Regions from separate parts of the Rattus norvegicus genome. Here region 1 is linked to region 2. A link is a contact called in public Hi-C data. All regions are on one chromosome and are shown on one strand. Each heading gives the region's core, a stretch centred on a gene start, on an enhancer-like site or on the middle of the called end of the contact. The rest is flanking DNA. Distances are from core to core; before and after follow the strand shown. Region 1 overlaps Fan1 (FANCD2 and FANCI associated nuclease 1). Region 2 has its middle 13 kb from the start of Klf13.

Region 1 (3,158 bases), core at 237-2,736, 380 kb before region 2:
GTCTGTCAGTCTGTCTGTCAGTCTGTCTGTCTGTCGGTGGGGACAGTTCTGGCTGTCCTGGAACTCACTATGTATACTAGGCTGTCTCCAAGGGCTCAGAGGTCTACCTGCCTCTGCCTCTGCTTCCCCGTTGCTGATGTTATGGCCTGCACCATGTCTGCCATCTCTTTTTCTTTAATTAGTATGTAATTGCACCACTTCCCCTTTCCTTCTCCTTTCCTGTTAATTTCTGTGTTAATGCTATCATCAAAGAAGTAATTTATGGCTCTGAGAAAATAGTAAAAAGTATGACTTTTATTAATAGTGATGTTTTCTGTATAATACATGGAAAAGTTACTCCAGATAAAACAAAAGCCTTTAAATATTTAGTTTTTATAAAACGTTAGAAACCACTAATATAACAAATGTGGGAGCTGGGGATTTAGCTCAGTGGTAGAGCGCTTACCTAGGAAGTGCAAGGCCCTGGGTTCGGTCCCCAGCTCCGAAAAAAGAACCAAAAAAAAAAAAAAAAAAAAAAAAACAACAAATGTGATAGTCAAATAAAAAACTTAGTAAATGAAAAGAAACTTCTTCTAAATATAATTAGAAGATAGTTTTCCTTTGGTTAACATTCTTTGATTTCTTCCAGCCCCATCCCCCACACCAAGATAGCAGGGCTGGTTCTAACCGGCATTAAATAATCTCTGCTCTGCCTGGAAGAGAAAGGGGTTGATAGTGGGCTCCAGGAAGTGGAATCAAGGAGAGAGAGGGTCCGGTGTCTGTCAGCTGTCTGCAGGTTCATATTCACATACTCCTTCTGTCTCTGTCTCTCGGTCTCTGTCTCTCCCTGTCTGCCCCTCCCCATCTCTGCCCCTACGCTCTGTCCTGTAGACGCTCTGTCCTGTAGACGCTCTGTCCTGGAGACTGGCTTTACGTACTTGTTGCTTAGAGCTTCTAGTTAGAAAGGCTGACAGGAATCGTCTCTCTTATCTTAGTGCAGGTGCCTGAAGAGTATCTCTCTGCTTCTGCAGGGCATTTCCCCACCTCTGAACAGGCCACCTTCTCTGGCAGGCCCCAGGGACCTTGGGGACTTGAAATAGATTTTGTCACTTCTGTGGCTGGGCAGGGTGGGGCCTTTGAGGCCGCTGCCTCTGAGCCAGGCTGGTGAACAGTGTCTCTTTGTGTGGGTTCCCTCCCCACCTGTCTCCACTCCAGCCTGTGTTTGAACTGAATGGAAGGGACTGTGTCTCACAGAGAGTTTTTTTTTCCCAGTGGTACATTTAGTGAATCAGGGGGATTAAGGGCTGGAAAAAATCACCCATGGCATGTGGAAGTATGATGTAGTATTATTTTTTTACTGCTTTCTACTAAAATGGTGCCTTGTTACCTCAAGTGCCCACAAAAAGCCAGCGGAAGCTGTTTTCTGTCCCGGAGGTGGGCATGGTGCCTCTTCCTCCTGCTGCATGCTGAGGCTTAAATAGCAAGATGGGGTGCTTGCTGGCCCAGACCCAACCTGGCAAGGAGAGCACATGTGTCTGTGCGACCTCTTGTCTTTCACTGGCCAAAGACGTTACTCAGTCCCCTTTGTTCAAGTTCTGCGGACACTGCTGTTGTCACGGGGCCAGGCAGGCCGGTGAGCTCACTTTTCAGCGATGCTAAGAAAGTTCTAGTTCCTTTAGCCTTTTCCCAATACTCAGTGCCATTCACACAGTCCTTGTCCTGTCCCCGCATCCTCCATCTTCTGTGACTTACGTCTGTTTACAGGACACATGCTGCAGGGAGAGATACACCCCTGGGACCTGGGGCCACATGGCCACCCTTCTCCAGGGACAGTGGGCTCTGCAAGGTCCTGCTCCCCCTTCTTGACTCCTTTAGACTCCTCAGTTCCTCAAGGCTTGAGCTTCCATTCATTCCTTGGGTTTTGGTTTTGGTTCGTTTTTAAATTTTTCTTTAAATTTTTAAATTATATTTAGTATATGCTTGCATATGCATGTGCACATATATGGGTGAGAGATGAACTTGTGGGGAGTCATTTCTCTCCTCCCATCTTTTAGATCCTGGGATTAACTTCAAGTTTTCAGGGTTGGCTGCAGCGGACTTACCTACTGAGCCATCCTGCCAGTTTTTCATGTTTGTTTTAGTTTTTACTTTTCTGTTAGGATAGAAGATGTGCAAAGTTTGCCCTTTCAGCCACTTTAGATACAATTCTGTGGTATGCATTATGTACATTGTTGTACCCCATTTAATTATTTGTGCAACGAGAAGTCTGTGGTCATTGCCCATTCGTACCCTTCTCTTTTGGGAGCCACAGGCTTCCCGCTTGCCTCACTGTTTCTGGAGTAGAGTTGTACTTAGTCTCTCTGTCTCTTTTACTCTGTGTGTGTGTGTGTGTGTGTGTGTGTGTGTGTGTGTGTGTGTGTGTGTTATATCTGTGTGTATGCATTATCTGTGTTGTTATGTGTGTAGTCGTATCTCTGTGTATTTATTTGTATGTGTGTATCTGTGTATGTATATCTGTGCATATGTATGTGAAAATCTGTGTGTATCTCTGTGTGTGTCTGTGTATGAATTTGGCCAAATCTCTTGCAGTACCATTGGCCCCTGATTTGGAGATGGAGATGATGATGATGTAGGAGAGTGTGGGGATGATCATGCTGAAGGGGATAAGGATGATGGTGAAGGGGGGAGAGAGGAGGAGCAAGGAAATGCCGAACACTGATGGAGTCTAAGCCTTAATGTTTTTCTTGTTAATTTTCTCCAGTCAGGAGGAGTAAAAGTTCTCCCCTATTCTGCTCAGTTGCCTTGTTTTAAGGTCTCTCAATACCATGGCTCTCCACCTACACAGGGAAACACAACTTAAGCAAAATACCATGGGAACAGAATCCCCACTTGTCTAATCTGAATTCATCTGTGTCCTTTCTTGCCTCATCACAAACTATGTGGGGCCCACAGCATTGCTGTGCCTCTGGGAAAACCTGCTCCCTTGCCTGACCAGAGGCTAGCGGTGCTTGGCCCCTTGGCAGCGCGACATAGAAGTGTCAGCTTTCCCGCCTTCTGTGCTCAGAGACTACACCGTGTCTGTGTGAATGTGAACAGTGCTTACCAACATACATCTATTTCCTCACACTTCATAAGAAGGGAAAAGTTAAGTGTCTGAAGGTCAGCAACGGGGGGTTTGG
Region 2 (3,240 bases), core at 196-2,695:
GTTTTCCTCTTCTTTCCAGCTAAAGGGAAACATCCTTACTCTTACCTATACTATTGTTGTCAAGATTCTCTTAGCACAGAAACATGGACCCAGAGCTATGAGATATTAACTGCAGAACAGAACTGAACCCCTAGGGTATTTCCATCTGGGGTTGGGACAAGAAAGGTTAACTTTGAGAGCTCAATCATTACATACTTGGTAAGTGAAATGGTGAGAAATCATTCAAGGTAATGCTGCTTGTATATAACATCTAAATGGGGAAAACCCTTTGGGAGACCATCAGGAAGAAAGATTGGATGGGGCATGTCAGAAGGGTCCATTGACTCAGGCTACCCTAGAAGCCTATAAGGAGGTCCAGTGAATATGCATGTCCCAAAAAGGTCCACTTTGTCCTAGTGTAGGCAGAGCCCAGGAGGGCACCACCAAAAAGACTGTCGAATCCCCCCTGGCCGCAGAGGGACATGAAGGAATACATGGCCAGAAAGGCAGTGTAGGGGCCAGCTCTTTCCCAATGAAATGACTGTCTGTGGCATGTGGTGGGAATGGAGGAGCCTTCTGAGTCATCCCTCGGTCAGGACACAGTCTCTTAAATGTCATCAACACAATCTGCCTGGAACAAAGATGACTATTTTCTGCCAAGTTGAGACCCTCCTACAAAGCCTTGATCCAGCTTCTCCACAAGACATCAGTGAGGAAATTCAGGGTGTGTGCTCACACTTAGGGGTGTTCAAACATTAACAAGTTTCCCAACTGAAAATACCAAATCGATGTTTCTCCGATTATCAGGAACCAAAGTCTTTTCTATTTTAGGCTCCCATTTAATTTGAAGAACTTAAAAATCAGAGCCATAGTTCTTAATTTTCTCCAGTAAGATGACCGACCCTTTAACCCACTGGGGTCAACCAACCGGCAGTCGCTTTCCCTGACTTGCCAGTGGCTGACTTATTTCCAGGCATCATCCACAACGAAAAGCAGAGGCTGCTGATCCTATCCTCACAGGTCAGAGGCAGTTGCGGCCAGTCCTGAGTGTATTAAGATTGGTTCAAAGGCAGTAGGAAGCTATGGTCTCTCTTACGGTGGCCTAGTGTTCAGAGAGAAAGAACATGAATGTGTGTCTAGACTTTAGAGCAAGGTGGCCTAGTTGGAAGGCCCCGGCAGGGCGCAGCGGAGCATTTCCTTCAGAGGCCCAGACAGTGGATGGGTGGGGCGCCCTGGGCGGGGTCCTCGCAGCTGGTGGTGTTTGAAGCCTCCACGACCGCGGTGGGAGAGGGGCGGCCTGGAGAAGTTGGCAGCAGGCCTGGGGCAGGAAGGGGGAGGAAGGGGCCCTGCGTTCCCTGAACAGCCGCGACCGCAGCCCCAGCACGTAGCTCACTCTCTCAGCACTGGCAGTGGTGGGTCCTGCATCAGCCAGGTTAACATAGGCTCAAGGGCAGTGCGGCCGCGCGGGGGCGGGGCGGCCCCAGTAGTGACATGGCTCCGGCCAAGGTTGCATCGAGGACCTGAGCTCAGTAGGAGCAGGGTGAGGAGGTGGCTGGAGACTGCAATGCAAGCCCGGCCACCCGAGAACTCCGCTGCGGTGGGGTGAGGTTCGGAAATGTGCCGCCCAAAGGCGAGGTCAGCCGCCTAGGTCCGGCCGGGACAGATACGCCACCTTGCCCGCACTCCCAGCCGGCCGAGCGACCACAGGGTGCCCTCCCCAGCGTTGCCATCCTCGTGCCACCCACTGCTGCCTGCTCACAAAAGCTCTGGCATGGAAAGGCCCGGCGAGGTTCCCGCTGCGGGAGGCACGCGCCCTAGCCCTGCGCCGCTACACAGCGGCCCGCCACCCTCGGACGTCATGCGTCTGCGCGCCCCGCGCCCGGCTCCGATTTCCGCCCCTCCTCTTGCAGGCCCAGGGGACACGCCCACTGGCGCGCGCAGGTCCCGCGGCCAGTAGGGCCCTCTAGAGGTCCGGATTGGCCGGATAAAGTACTCTAGAGCCAATGGAGTTCGCGTCTGCCACTGGCCACGCCCCTTAAGACGCGGGCGCGCGACCGCACCGGAGGGACGGTGCGCGCTCCAGGCTCCCCGCCCCCTTCGTGCGCGCTGCTCCCTGCGGCCGCTGCCGCCTGTAACCTGCGCCGCCAGGATGTGGCTGGGGGCTGACGTCGGGTCCAGATGTGGCCCCGGCCCCGCCCACCCCCGGGGCCGGTCCGCCCACACCGAGCCGCGGCGCGCACGGAGGCTGTCCCGCCTGCCACAATGCACGGTGGAACTGCGACCGCAACTTGCAGGGGTCGTGCCTAACGTCGCCGCCGCTCGACGTCCCTAGGACAGGCCGGTTCTGACGCCGCACGCGGACCCACCTCACTGGAGCCCCCCATGCGCTCACCCTCCAGTGCCCGGCCAGGAGGACGCGGAGCCGCGCGGGTGACGGCAGAAGCGGCTACGCGCCCAGCCTAGCCCAGCCCAGCCGGAGAAGAGGGCGCGCCGCGCCCCCGCCCCCCGCCGCTCTCCGGAGGCCGTGGGTGCGGATGCGCCGCTGACGACTCCTGCGAGAGCACCGCGCGCCCGAGCCCGCAGCATGGCAGCCGCCGCCTATGTGGACCACTTTGCCGCCGAGTGCCTCGTGTCCATGTCCAGCCGCGCAGTCGTGCACGAGCCGCGGGAAGGACCTGAACCCCGGCCCGAGGGCGCGGCCGCCGCCGCCCCCACACTGCCCCGCGTTGACGAGCGCCGCGACGGCAAGGACAGCGCCTCTCTTTTCGTGGTAGCTCGGATCCTAGCGGACCTCAACCAGCAGGCGCCGGCCCCCGCCCCCGCGGAACGCAGAGAAGGGGCTGCTGCGCGCAAGGCGAGGACCCCCTGCCGCCTGCCGCCCGCGCCCCCTGCGCCGCCGCCCGGCCCAGAGCCCGCTTCCCCTGGACAAGCAGGCGCGCCGGCCGCGCCCCCCAGCCCCGCGTGGAGCGAGCCCGAGGCGGCATTGGAGCCAGAGCCGGGCCCCGCGGGGAGCGGCGAGCCTGGCCTCAGACAAAGGGGTCGGCGGGGCCGCAGCCGCGCGGACCTCGAGTCCCCGCAGAGGAAGCACAAGTGCCACTACGCGGGCTGCGAGAAAGTTTACGGGAAATCTTCGCACCTCAAGGCGCACCTGAGAACTCACACAGGTCAGTGGGGCGGCCGGGACGCCGCGAACGCGGGGACTAGGGACTGCTTGGGACCGGCCACGCCCCCAGAGCTCGGGGCTCAGCGCAAGAGGGGGCC

The links. Hi-C and Micro-C count contacts between places; a contact is called where the count stands out from the background.
Region 1: a contact with region 2 is called in a Hi-C map of Schwann cells, with 8 times the contacts expected there. The contact joins two enhancer-like sites. A contact is called at or near these places in 2 of 12 Hi-C or Micro-C datasets (Schwann cells and frontal cortex).

Annotation. Positions count from the first base shown.
Region 1 is chr1:127,342,394-127,345,551 of GRCr8, reverse strand. The region is part of intron 7 of Fan1 (FANCD2 and FANCI associated nuclease 1); the gene reads left to right. Among named protein-coding and RNA genes, the nearest start is that of Fan1, 12 kb to the left of the region's middle. Within about 2 kb of position 1,486, at least 44 of the 93 cell types and tissues checked have an H3K27ac peak or open chromatin away from gene starts, as enhancers often do.
Region 2 is chr1:126,960,181-126,963,420 of GRCr8, reverse strand. No RefSeq gene overlaps it. Among named protein-coding and RNA genes, the nearest start is that of Klf13, 13 kb to the right of the region's middle. Within about 2 kb of position 1,445, at least 55 of the 93 cell types and tissues checked have an H3K27ac peak or open chromatin away from gene starts, as enhancers often do.